Regions from separate parts of the Mus musculus genome. Here regions 1 and 2 are each linked to region 3. The links are chromatin contacts, called in public Hi-C maps. All regions are on one chromosome and are shown on one strand. Each heading gives the region's core, a stretch centred on a gene start, on an enhancer-like site or on the middle of the called end of the contact. The rest is flanking DNA. Distances are from core to core; before and after follow the strand shown.

What was found. Hi-C and Micro-C count contacts between places; a contact is called where the count stands out from the background.
Region 1: a contact with region 3 is called in a Hi-C map of forebrain, with 5 times the contacts expected there. The contact joins two enhancer-like sites. A contact is called at or near these places in 1 of 484 Hi-C or Micro-C datasets (forebrain) and 1 of 115 datasets of contacts at active chromatin or transcription factors (neural progenitor cells).
Region 2: a Hi-C map of forebrain shows a contact between it and region 3, with 6 times the contacts expected there. The contact joins two enhancer-like sites. A contact is called at or near these places in 3 of 484 Hi-C or Micro-C datasets (cerebral cortex, cortical neurons and forebrain).

What each region holds. Positions count from the first base shown.
Region 1 is chr2:8,497,266-8,500,807 of GRCm38.p6, reverse strand. No RefSeq gene overlaps it. Among named protein-coding and RNA genes, the nearest start is that of Gm30904, 150 kb to the right of the region's middle. Within about 2 kb of position 2,072, at least 20 of the 459 cell types and tissues checked have an H3K27ac peak or open chromatin away from gene starts, as enhancers often do. A contact at or near this core is called in forebrain, where this site is marked.
Region 2 is chr2:8,535,428-8,539,175 of GRCm38.p6, reverse strand. No RefSeq gene overlaps it. Among named protein-coding and RNA genes, the nearest start is that of Gm30904, 190 kb to the right of the region's middle. Within about 2 kb of position 2,160, at least 14 of the 459 cell types and tissues checked have an H3K27ac peak or open chromatin away from gene starts, as enhancers often do. A contact at or near this core is called in cortical neurons and forebrain, where this site is marked.
Region 3 is chr2:8,025,860-8,029,150 of GRCm38.p6, reverse strand. No RefSeq gene overlaps it. Among named protein-coding and RNA genes, the nearest start is that of Gm30904, 320 kb to the left of the region's middle. Within about 2 kb of position 1,365, at least 6 of the 459 cell types and tissues checked have an H3K27ac peak or open chromatin away from gene starts, as enhancers often do. A contact at or near this core is called in cortical neurons and forebrain, where this site is marked.

The DNA of each region.
Region 1 (3,542 bases), core at 823-3,322, 470 kb before region 3:
CTCATTGCACACAATTCTATAGGGCTGCTCATGAAGACTCAGGAAGAAAATAAAACTTACGGGTCCCAGGAAGCTTCTGAAACTTACAAGACTCACCAGACAATGCCTAAGATTGCCCAAGTCGAATCAGTGGCCAAGGAAAGCTGACTATCTGACAGGCAGCCTCCTAATGAAATCAACAATTCCAAATCTTTGTGATTGATTTTTGTTTCTTTGTGTTAAATTCTATCTTCTAAGAAACAAGTGTGATTTCATCATTGTCTCCTGATCCTTATGATAGTATTGGTCACATGTAATGCTGTCAGCTAGAAACCTCGAGAGCACCATTTGTTGTTGTTGTTGTTGTTATTATTTGAAGTAATGATTTTTGCATCTATTCACTTATCTGAACTCTAGAAAATCCCTGAGGCAAGCTCATATTATGAATACCTTTATTACTGCTAGTACTATCAATATCCTCATTTTATTTACTAAATATCTGGCAGAAATAGTTCTAGATTGTATGTATGTTAAGATTCAATTCCAGGTTCTTGAGATATACAGTAATGCTTTTTCTCTGCACTTCTATTTACCCTCATCCACCACAGTGTGTAAACAGTAGTTGAAGTATTATTATGAGATTTCAGAGGAAGAGAGATCCTAACTTTGTTTTGTGATAAACATTTAAATAATGTTTCTACTTGATTACTAGTTATTATTTGTAGTCTCTTACTGTGCTTAATTTTAAAATTATTTTATTAGAATTATGTACAATTATAGAAAAATAAAGTATATTTAAGGATCATTTTTATCAATGTTTTCAAGTCTGTATTGTACAGATTGTATGTCATACATAATGTATTATTCATACATAACTTACTGGGCAAATTAGTTGTGATACAATGCATAATATGAGTTTATTATAAAATGCATATCTATCTATGTATATGAGAAAGAAAGAATTATATCTAGAGTTCTTTTCAAAGTTAATAAACTATTCAACTTTATTTGGTGAAGAACTGATTTTTTTCTTACTAAGTCTCAAGGAAAGGATTTTAGTTTTCATCAACAGAATAGGCTAATATCTGCATGGATCAAAATAAAGAATTTCTTTTCTCCATCTGTGAGAAATCCAGACTGTTTTGTAGTTAATATTATCTCATGGCCAGTGACTATTATAAGTACGTTGAAACCTTTCCTTGGAAAGAATAAGTGGCCGATTGCCAGATCTGAAAACTCCCCTTCTGTTCCACCATTGTACTGGATTGCCAAGCCTTCTGCCTTGTGGCTACTTAAACACTCTAGTTTCTAGTTCAATTCCAATTTTAGAATAGGAAGAAACATATATGAACACCATACAGAAGTATGCATTTCTCAATAGTATGGTAATTGGTGGTGTTGTCCTTCAGGGACTCCTAGGTATCCTTACTTCTGTTCAGACATTAAAATATGGGAAACTAGATCTTCATGAAAGTAAGGAACTTGATCCACTTTATTTTTTAAGTGTTTTGGACCTCTAATGTCTTTCTCAACCACATTTTATAATCTGGCTGTCATTTTAGTAACTATTAAGTTATTCACTGTTAATTATATTTGAGAATTAGACTGTTTTCATTTACTTGCTTTGCATTTAAATACCTTCTACATGTTACAGAAAAAAATGATTAAGAAAAGTACTATATAATGACTTTTATTTGAATGATATCATGAGTATGGTGCCTAGCTAAATATTGTAAGGTCATATTTAGGACTGCCTTCCACTAGCTAAGCAACCAGACTGGATCTTGGGAGAGGCATTCCTTTGGAAGTGGTAAGTACAGAAAACCAGGGGAGTGAGCATGGAGTTAGAGGGAAATTTCATTCTTTGTTTCCCTTCTCTCTCCAACTGTATCTGTTCTTTAGTGGTTCCTCTGCTAATCAGCATGAGTTCACAGCCAGTATTGTCTACAGAAAAATCATCCTCCTTAAAAGCAGGCATGAGTTCCCCCCAAATGCTTCTGACTGCCTCTTACCTTCTGTTGTTGTGGGAGGGAACCAACTCCATGCAGAACTGAGTCATCAGCCTTGCTCCTTTGTGAAGCAGATGGTGTTGCTAGAGCTTGTTCACAATGGTTGGAGGTTGTTTCAAATTAAACCCATAGTCCTTCCTATCTGCAGCACAATAGCTAACTGTGGCTTCTCTGTTATGTTGCAGGCATGAGACTGATCAGCAGTTACAATCCGTTTGCATCCACCAACTGCTCAAGTGTTTTGCTGGTGAGATCTCATGCCTCAAGGAAAATGGTCCTAACAATGGAAGACTGACACTTCCTCATTATATTCAAGGGCACAGCTTTTCAACTTACTTGCCATTGTTAGCTAACTGAGCTTATGATTTTAAAACAATTTGAAAGCAACCCTGTTTTCAAGTAAAATCTTTCTAAAATCGTGCATCATTCCCAGAATCCATAAATGAAATGCAAATGTACAGTTGAATTGGGTTTCACTCTGAGCAGAAAATAGCTTACTGGTTTCAATATCTTATCTCCTTAGGGCTTGTATAAATGCACAATCTGTTTCTGTCGATTCCTTATGTCCCAGATTGGGATACATGTTAGTTATTTAATTTGATTCATTTTATGTTTTCACAGTTTATCTAAATATAATTGACATACAACAAACTAAATATTTAAAAAGAACGTTTTGCTCGTTTTCGACACATGTATACTCTTGAGAATCATTAATCACAAAAAGGAACACAATCTATGCACATAGATACTATCCTCATATCCTCCATATTACCTGTTCCCATTACCTCTGATACCCAACCAATGACTGGTGCTTTTTGTACCGTTTGTTGAAAAGTTACACTATACATATTGTTTAGCCTGACTTGCTCAGCATTATTATTTAAAGGTTTATTGTACTAATGGCATTTATCACCTGTAATTCTTTAGAAAAATCGATTGCCTGGGTCTACTATAGTCTATCCATTAACCAAAAGTAAGCATTTGTGTTATTTTTCATTTTTAAATTGAACAAATAAAGCTACAAATCACTTGAGTTGTTTGATGCAAGCATACGCTTTCACTGCGTTTCAGCAAGTACACACCAATGCGGGTGCTTTGATCCCACCGTGGCTTCATGTGTAATGCTTTAAGGAAAATGAACAGTTTTGTAAAGTCATCTTTTAATTTCAATGTGGAGTTATTACACATGGTCTTAATTTGTTTTCTAAGGCTGTGATAAAGTAGCCTGACAAACACAACTTAAGGGAGAAAGGATTTGTTTAGCTCCCCAGTTCCGTGTTACTGTCGGTTGCAGCAGAGCAGTCACAGTGGCAGGAGCTTAAGCAAGCTGATCATATTATTCTGGAGTCAGAAGAACATTGCAGTATCACAGGCATGGGATGTTAGTACTCAGCCTGCTTCGTGTAGTCTTTGATCTGCCTGGGGAATGGAGTTACACAAACCTAAGATAAGTTTTTGGAAGATAACAGAAGTTTGTATGAGCTAGTTTGTGCTGATAAAACATGGTGCTGGTATGGTATCCAGTATAAGTTATCTGGGGCACCATAAGTCAGC
Region 2 (3,748 bases), core at 911-3,410, 510 kb before region 3:
AGGTCACTGACGCTAAAAGCGTGAGTGACCACACAGTCTTTAGCTGGCCTTGGGATCTGTAATGTAAAGGATAGAAAAGATGCACTCTCATTGATCTGTTATGATGACCCCAAAGCCCTTTTCCACAGAGTTCACAACTAACTTGAAATCTGACAATGTGAACAACAGGTTTAAATTTTCTCTCCAAGCTGTGTAACATCTCGTATGGCTGGAGTAAATATCTTCCTCTTCAGCTTTTATATCCCTTTTGAAATCCCCATCTTTTCTTCCGGACTTTTCTTATTCCTGTTGTCACTGTTGATTAGTTAAGAGACAGACCTCTTTCTCTTTTAACATCATCTCTCTCCATCATTGCTAGGTTTATTTAATAGACTAAAGCTCGTCCTTGGGCTTTGTTTTGAATTCTGTTGTTTTCCAGACTGAAGCTCGCACACAGGTTCTTTTACTGCTGTGTTTCTTGGTGTCACTACCCGGTTCCCATACTCAACCCCTGTGATTCCGTTCTTTTCAGATCATCTTAATAAGTTCCAGGACAAAATTCTGAGATCACTACTTACAGACTTATTAGAGATACATAAATGTTTAGGTAATAACTTCGGATGAAAAGACTTGCCATTTTAATGTGTCTACTGTAGAAAAATTTGCGAGGCTAGATAAATAGTTCAGAGGTTAAAGGCACTCGCTGCCCTATCAAGGGACTTCAGTTCCCAACATGTACAATGGCTCACAAATCCCTATAACTGCTACTCCAAAGGGTTCATCTCCTCTTCTGGTCTCTGTATGTATTACAAACATGGATGCATAGACATGGACAAAGACAGACAAATAATTCAACTTCTATTTTTTAACAGATACATTTATTTATTTAAGGTTACATAATGATTATTGTTTATTAGAAGCTTTAATGGCTACAAAACATATAAATTGAAAATAGATTAAGATATTCAACTGTTTGTGTGTTATTGAATGTCAAGGTTGTTGTTGTGCTTGTTGTTGCTATGTTCTTGCTTGTAGTATTTAATTGTGCTGTGGGAAGTCGCATATTTGTGAATATTTCCCTAGCAGGTACCTCTTTGCAAATAGTTTTGGTTTGTGGAAATATCTCTTTCTTCTTTGCTGCCATTATTTTGCTTTTAAAATAGACTTTTATGGGGCTGGAGAGTTGGTTCAGCAGTTAAGAATATTAGTTGCTCTTGTGGAACACCTGGCTTTGCTTTCCAGCACCCATATAGTGACTTACAAACAGCCCTACTTAGATAGTTTCAGGGCATTTGATGCCTTTGATCCTAAAGTCACCAGGTACACACAAGGTGCCCATACATACATTCAAGCTTCCCTATCGCTTTCTCTGTGACTTCCTGTACACTTCTACTTATCTCTGGAATAGTCTGTGTTACCCTGACTTCTCATTTTCTGGGGTATACTAAGGCAACTCTACTTTACCCAGAAGCTTGTACATATAGTAGTTGCTATCCACTTGATTTTTTTAAAAACAAAATTTTGGAATACTCCTCACATTTTTGATAGAACTACTACTTAAAATGGAAAAATTATTTATTCATAAAAACAGATTTAATATGTGATACAAATACTGACAAATATGTAGCCAAAAAGTTAATAGCTATATACTTAAAATATATATGGTTAGCCAAAGTTTATAAAATTTTTAATTAGAAAGTGCCAAAAATCCATCTAGTTACAGTGATAAATTGTGCATTTAATATAGAAGTTACTATTATTTGCCATTAAAAATAAATACTGTTTTGATTAATTATTTGTTACTAAGTGTCTTTACAGAATTTGTTGGACATTGTGTCAATCAGCAGAAGTAGTGTAATTAAACAATATTATCAAGATGAGTTAAAATAATGTAATCACATTACATTATTTAACTAAATTTTAAAATCTAAAGAAAATGTTTTATAAAATTTGTCTTTAAAATTGTAAATATTTTATAGCATTTTATTCTTTGATATGGATTCCTAAATGACAGGATTTAACATTGTGATTAAAGCAAAAGTATGGAACAATTGTTTTAAAAACTGGCATTAGAGGGCACTGTTGGATGCCTTGTAGCAACTACAAAACTGAATGCACAGATCAGTTGAGGAATTTTTATGGGGTTAAACTTTAAAACGTTTTAATTTTCAAACCCACATGTAGATTTAGAGACTATTTTTGCCATAGAAAGATGAGAGAGCCAGGGAGGGGGAGAGGAGGAAGAGAGAAGAAGGAAAAGAGGGAGAGCATACAGAAGAGAAAAAGAGATGGTAGAGGGGACAAAGGAAAGAAAGGAGGGAAGGAGGGAGGAGGGGAGGGAGGGAGGGAGGGAGGAAGGGAGTCATCAATCTATTGGATGAGTCACACTGACATTGTGAAGTGAAAAGGGGAATGGAAGATAAAATTAAAAATCAGAATCCTTAGAAATATTTTTTGTTTAAAAAGCTAGGTATATTAGGATGGATTAAAAAAGAAATATAAAAATCTACTATTGTAAAAGCTGAGATGCCTAAAATATATACAAAAGTAAATAAAAAGGAAAGAGGAGAGCTACTTCAAGGGAAGAATAGCAAGTGGGGGTAGGGGAAACAGGGGAAGACAATGGAATCAACTATGAACACGGCATATTATGTGGGTGAAAGGTCCCAACTAAATTCATGATTCAAATAAAAAAAAAAAGATAGAGTAGAACAACCACGATACTGCGCGTTTAGATCATTTGCTTAGTTCTCTTTAGAACAGTATGATCTGGGCATACTATCCCGTGGAGCTCTCAGACTCTGAACCACCAACCAAAGAACGTACAGGGGCTAGACATATGTAGCAGATGCGCAGGTTGATCTTAATGTGGGATCCGAATAACTGGAGCGGGATCTGTCCCAAAGCTGTTGCCTATACGTGGGAGAGGTTCTACTAGCTAGGTGGTCTCCTCAGGCCTTAATGGGAGAGGGAGTGTGTGCCTAGCCTCGCAGAGGCTTGAAGTGCCTGAGTGAAGGGAAACCCAGAGGGGTCCTACTGGCTCAGAGGAGAAGGAGAGGTGAAGAGGTGAAGGATTATGGGTGGGAGTGACCAGGACAGGGGCTGTGAGCTGGATGTAACGTGAATCAGTTAAAAAAAGAAGAAAAAAAAAAGGAGAGAGAGAGAGAAAAAAGAGAAGAAACATCATTGCCAAAAGGTCACTTTGGATGTCACCCAGGGTGCAGAACAGTACTAGAAAAGACTGATTTTTGTCATTACATTGTAAAATTATCACTGTAACTATTCCCTCCCTTGCTGAGCACAGGAGGACTATAATTAAATGTTTGGTTGCAGTGTTTTTAGAATGTATGGTTCTTTTGTTTGTTCACTCAAGATTATAACCCAAAACAACTGTAGAAGCCACAGTCAAGCTTGGAAACACAATCTTCTCTAGTAACTAATAAGTACATTCCCTGAACTCCACTAACATGAAACTGTCGCTAAGTGCAAAGAGAAGCTAGAAAAAGTCTTTGTGTATTTTCGGGCAAATCATTTTCTTTTGAATGTATTAAAGTTGTCTATGTTCTTATTCTTGGATACACAAAAACACAATTGTTATTAGACGCGTTCTCACGACCGGCCAGGAAGAACACCACAGACCAGAATCTTCTGCGGCAAAGCTTTATTTCTTACATCTTCAGGAGCCAGGGTGCAGGAAGCAAGAGAGCAAGAAGCAAGAGAGAGAGAAGCAAGAGAGAGAGAAGCAAGAGAGAGAGAAAACGAAAACCCG
Region 3 (3,291 bases), core at 116-2,615:
ACCATTCTACGTAATAATGTCTGGAATAATGGAATTTTGGATATATAATGTTTGAAATTGATTACATTATTTCGGGTGTAAATATTTTAGCTTCTCTGTGACTTCAGCACCTGTATAATAGAACAAGCTCCCAGAGATATTTATTTATGAAAAATATCAAGCAAACTCCCAATAAAATTAACTTCCATTGTGTTTATTTCTGAACTTGTTCTAATGGGAAACAGGCATTTTCAGTTGATTCTTTGTAAAATGAAATGCCAAATATCATCACGAGGAATGATTTATGGAATTTGCGCACCTCACAATGGTGACTATAGGCTTAAGACAGTTAAAAGGAGGAAATAGGGTCTGGAGATATGGTTAAATTGCTAAGAGGACTTCTTGCCCTTCGAGAGGTTCCATGTTCACTTTCTAGCAACTATGTTAGTGGCTTACAAACACAAATTCAGGCATCCAATGTCCTCTTCTGGCCTCTGCAAACTGCATACATAAAGCATAAATTCACATAGATTCATACACATAAACACACATACACACATCTGAATTTTCTATATATTTTAAATTTTAAATATATAATATAAATATATATAACATATTTTAAAATTATATATATAATCAGATGTAGAAGTTGTTGCAAGCATAGAGGTACATAGCTATAATCCTACACTCAGGAGGAAGACAGGAAGATGACAAGTTGGGTGCTTGTCTGGGCTACAGAATAAGACCCTGTTTCCTCAAACACCAAGGACTGAGGAGGAAGCTCATTCAACATATACTGAAAGCTCTAGATTTAGGCCCCAGTAACACACATAGAAAGTCTGATATGGTGGTGTCTTAGTTAGGATTTCATTACTGTGAACAGACACCATGACCCAGGCAGCTCTTACAAAGGCAAACATTTAATTGTGGCTGGCTTAACAGTGTCAGAGAGTCATTCCATTATCACCACGGCAGAAAGCATGGCAGCACACAGGTAGTCATGGTGTCTGTTCACAGTAGATATAAAGTGCACAGCAATGGTCTTTTTTTGTCACTTTTTGTGTCTGTGTGTACCTATGAGCATGTATGTGTATGTTCACATAGGATGGGTACACACATATGAAGGCTCAAAGATTGATTTGGGTGTATTCTGTATTCTTGAGATTATCTTTTTTGAAACATGGTCTCAGTGGCCTGGAACTTTCTGAGTAGGTTAGATGAGTTGAATACCAAGTACCAGGGATCTATGTGTCTCTGCCTCCCCAGTACTAGATTTCAAATGCACTGCATTACACATGTGAGTTCTCACATAACTCAGTCCTCCTGCTTGTTGGCTCAGAAGTTTATTATGTTATTTCCTAACCCTTTTATCTGTTACATTATGGACTTTTTCTATACTGGTAAGCTGCCCAGTTCCTTGTCAGCACACACTCCAAGTGCTAAGATGCAGACAGTGCTACAACATGGTTAATTAAAGGCATTTTTTTCAGTTTCAGATAAAATTGCAATTGCTAGGCAGCCAGTGGTAAGCCATGTATAACTTTGTCATGTACCCATGTCAGTAAAACCTGAGCATCTTGATTAATGACTGTAGGGTCACTGCTGTACAGTGTCAAAATTCTTTGAATTCTTCTCTAAATTCAAAACCTATCCCTGCTGACTGTTAGGAGCAGAAACCGGGGATTATGCTAATTTGGATTATTAATTAGCTGTTCTATTTCCCCAGAATGCAAGGGATGACATCTATACCAACACGCCTGTCTATCCCTCCAATAGCAAGAAGAGACAGAAGAAAAGCTGCTTCCAATGCTAAAGTTAGGATACTGCAAAGGGCTCTGGAAAACAGGGCTAGGTCGTGGGAATTTCTTAGCGCATCCATGATTGTTCAGAACACTGATGATGGGGGTTCTGTATGCAGATGAAGTCTCGGAGGCGTGGCCAGTATTCAGCATTCTACCTCTAACAGTGCTGCCTTCTTTTCACTGCTTAGTTAGAAGTATCCACAATATTTATAACATCCTTCCTCCTGTCTGGGGATTTTATTATAAGACAACAGGGACTGGAAAAACTATGGTCATGTAAAAACAGTTAACACAAGACCTTTTCATTCATGTAGTTTTTCATGTGTTCTGTATATGCATGTGTGTGTGTGCATGTGTGTATGTGCATGTGTGTGTGTGTGTGTGTGTACTCATATTTGCTCACGTGTGCACATACCTGTGGAGGCTGACGTTAATACTAGGCATCTTCTTGGATCGTGCTCCACTTTATACTCAGGCACAATCTCATCCGGAACCCGGTTGCCTAGGTAACCAGACATCTTCTGTCTTTGCTTCTTCAGTGAAATTATAGGTAGCCACCACAACTACATAGCTGTTAAGTGGGTTCTAGAGTTCCGAAGCTCAGTCTTCCTGCATGGCGAAACCTCTATCCACCGTGTCGTCTCCATAATCCTCATGACCAAGTTTACAACCTGCCTCAGTATTTAAGAGTGTGGGAGCACCTGGAACTTTGACGACCACAGTTCTATGATGCTATAATTCATGAGCTTTGGCCCTATATAATTTTCATTATCTTTGCCTCGGCATAGGAAGATTTTTGTAAACAGAAGCTTTACTCATTCAAATAATGCCAATTTCCCCAAAGTTGTCTCTGTATTTCAGAGTGTCTCATAAGTTTGGCAGACTGTACTGTTATACTGAGGCCATTGCTATAGTAGCATTGTTCTGTTTTATGTGTTCGATCCTATTTTCAGATTTTATTTTTATTTCAAAGTTCACCACCAAATGAATGCTCAGAAGACATTGATATCAGGTACTTTAAACATGAAAACACTAACAGGCTATTACGTAGCACATTAATACCACAGATTTCGCACAAAATTTCTGGTGAAAATAAAAATGTCATCATTTTTTGACAACATATGTTACTAACCTCAGTATTTCTATTTACCAATCAATGCAGCTTGAACTTGTCATTGCAATCTGAAACCAACCTGAAAGTTAGGAAAAATCTTACTTTTCCACAATGGTAATCACACTGAAAAGGTGTCCATAATGATAATAATTTGCATAATTTACATCATATTGTAATACATTTTTATAATTCAAAATGTTCATATTTAATGCTGATAATATACCCTATCCTAAGGTCATAGGGAATTTTTACTAATTCTCTAAGTAGAAAATATGCATAATTTATTTAACCATTTTCCTAAAATGTTAAGAATTTTGAAATCCAGCAACAATGGCTCCAAATCCTGATTATGCTGCTCAGGTTGGTAATAGTACCTGAGCTAACACAGACTCAGTC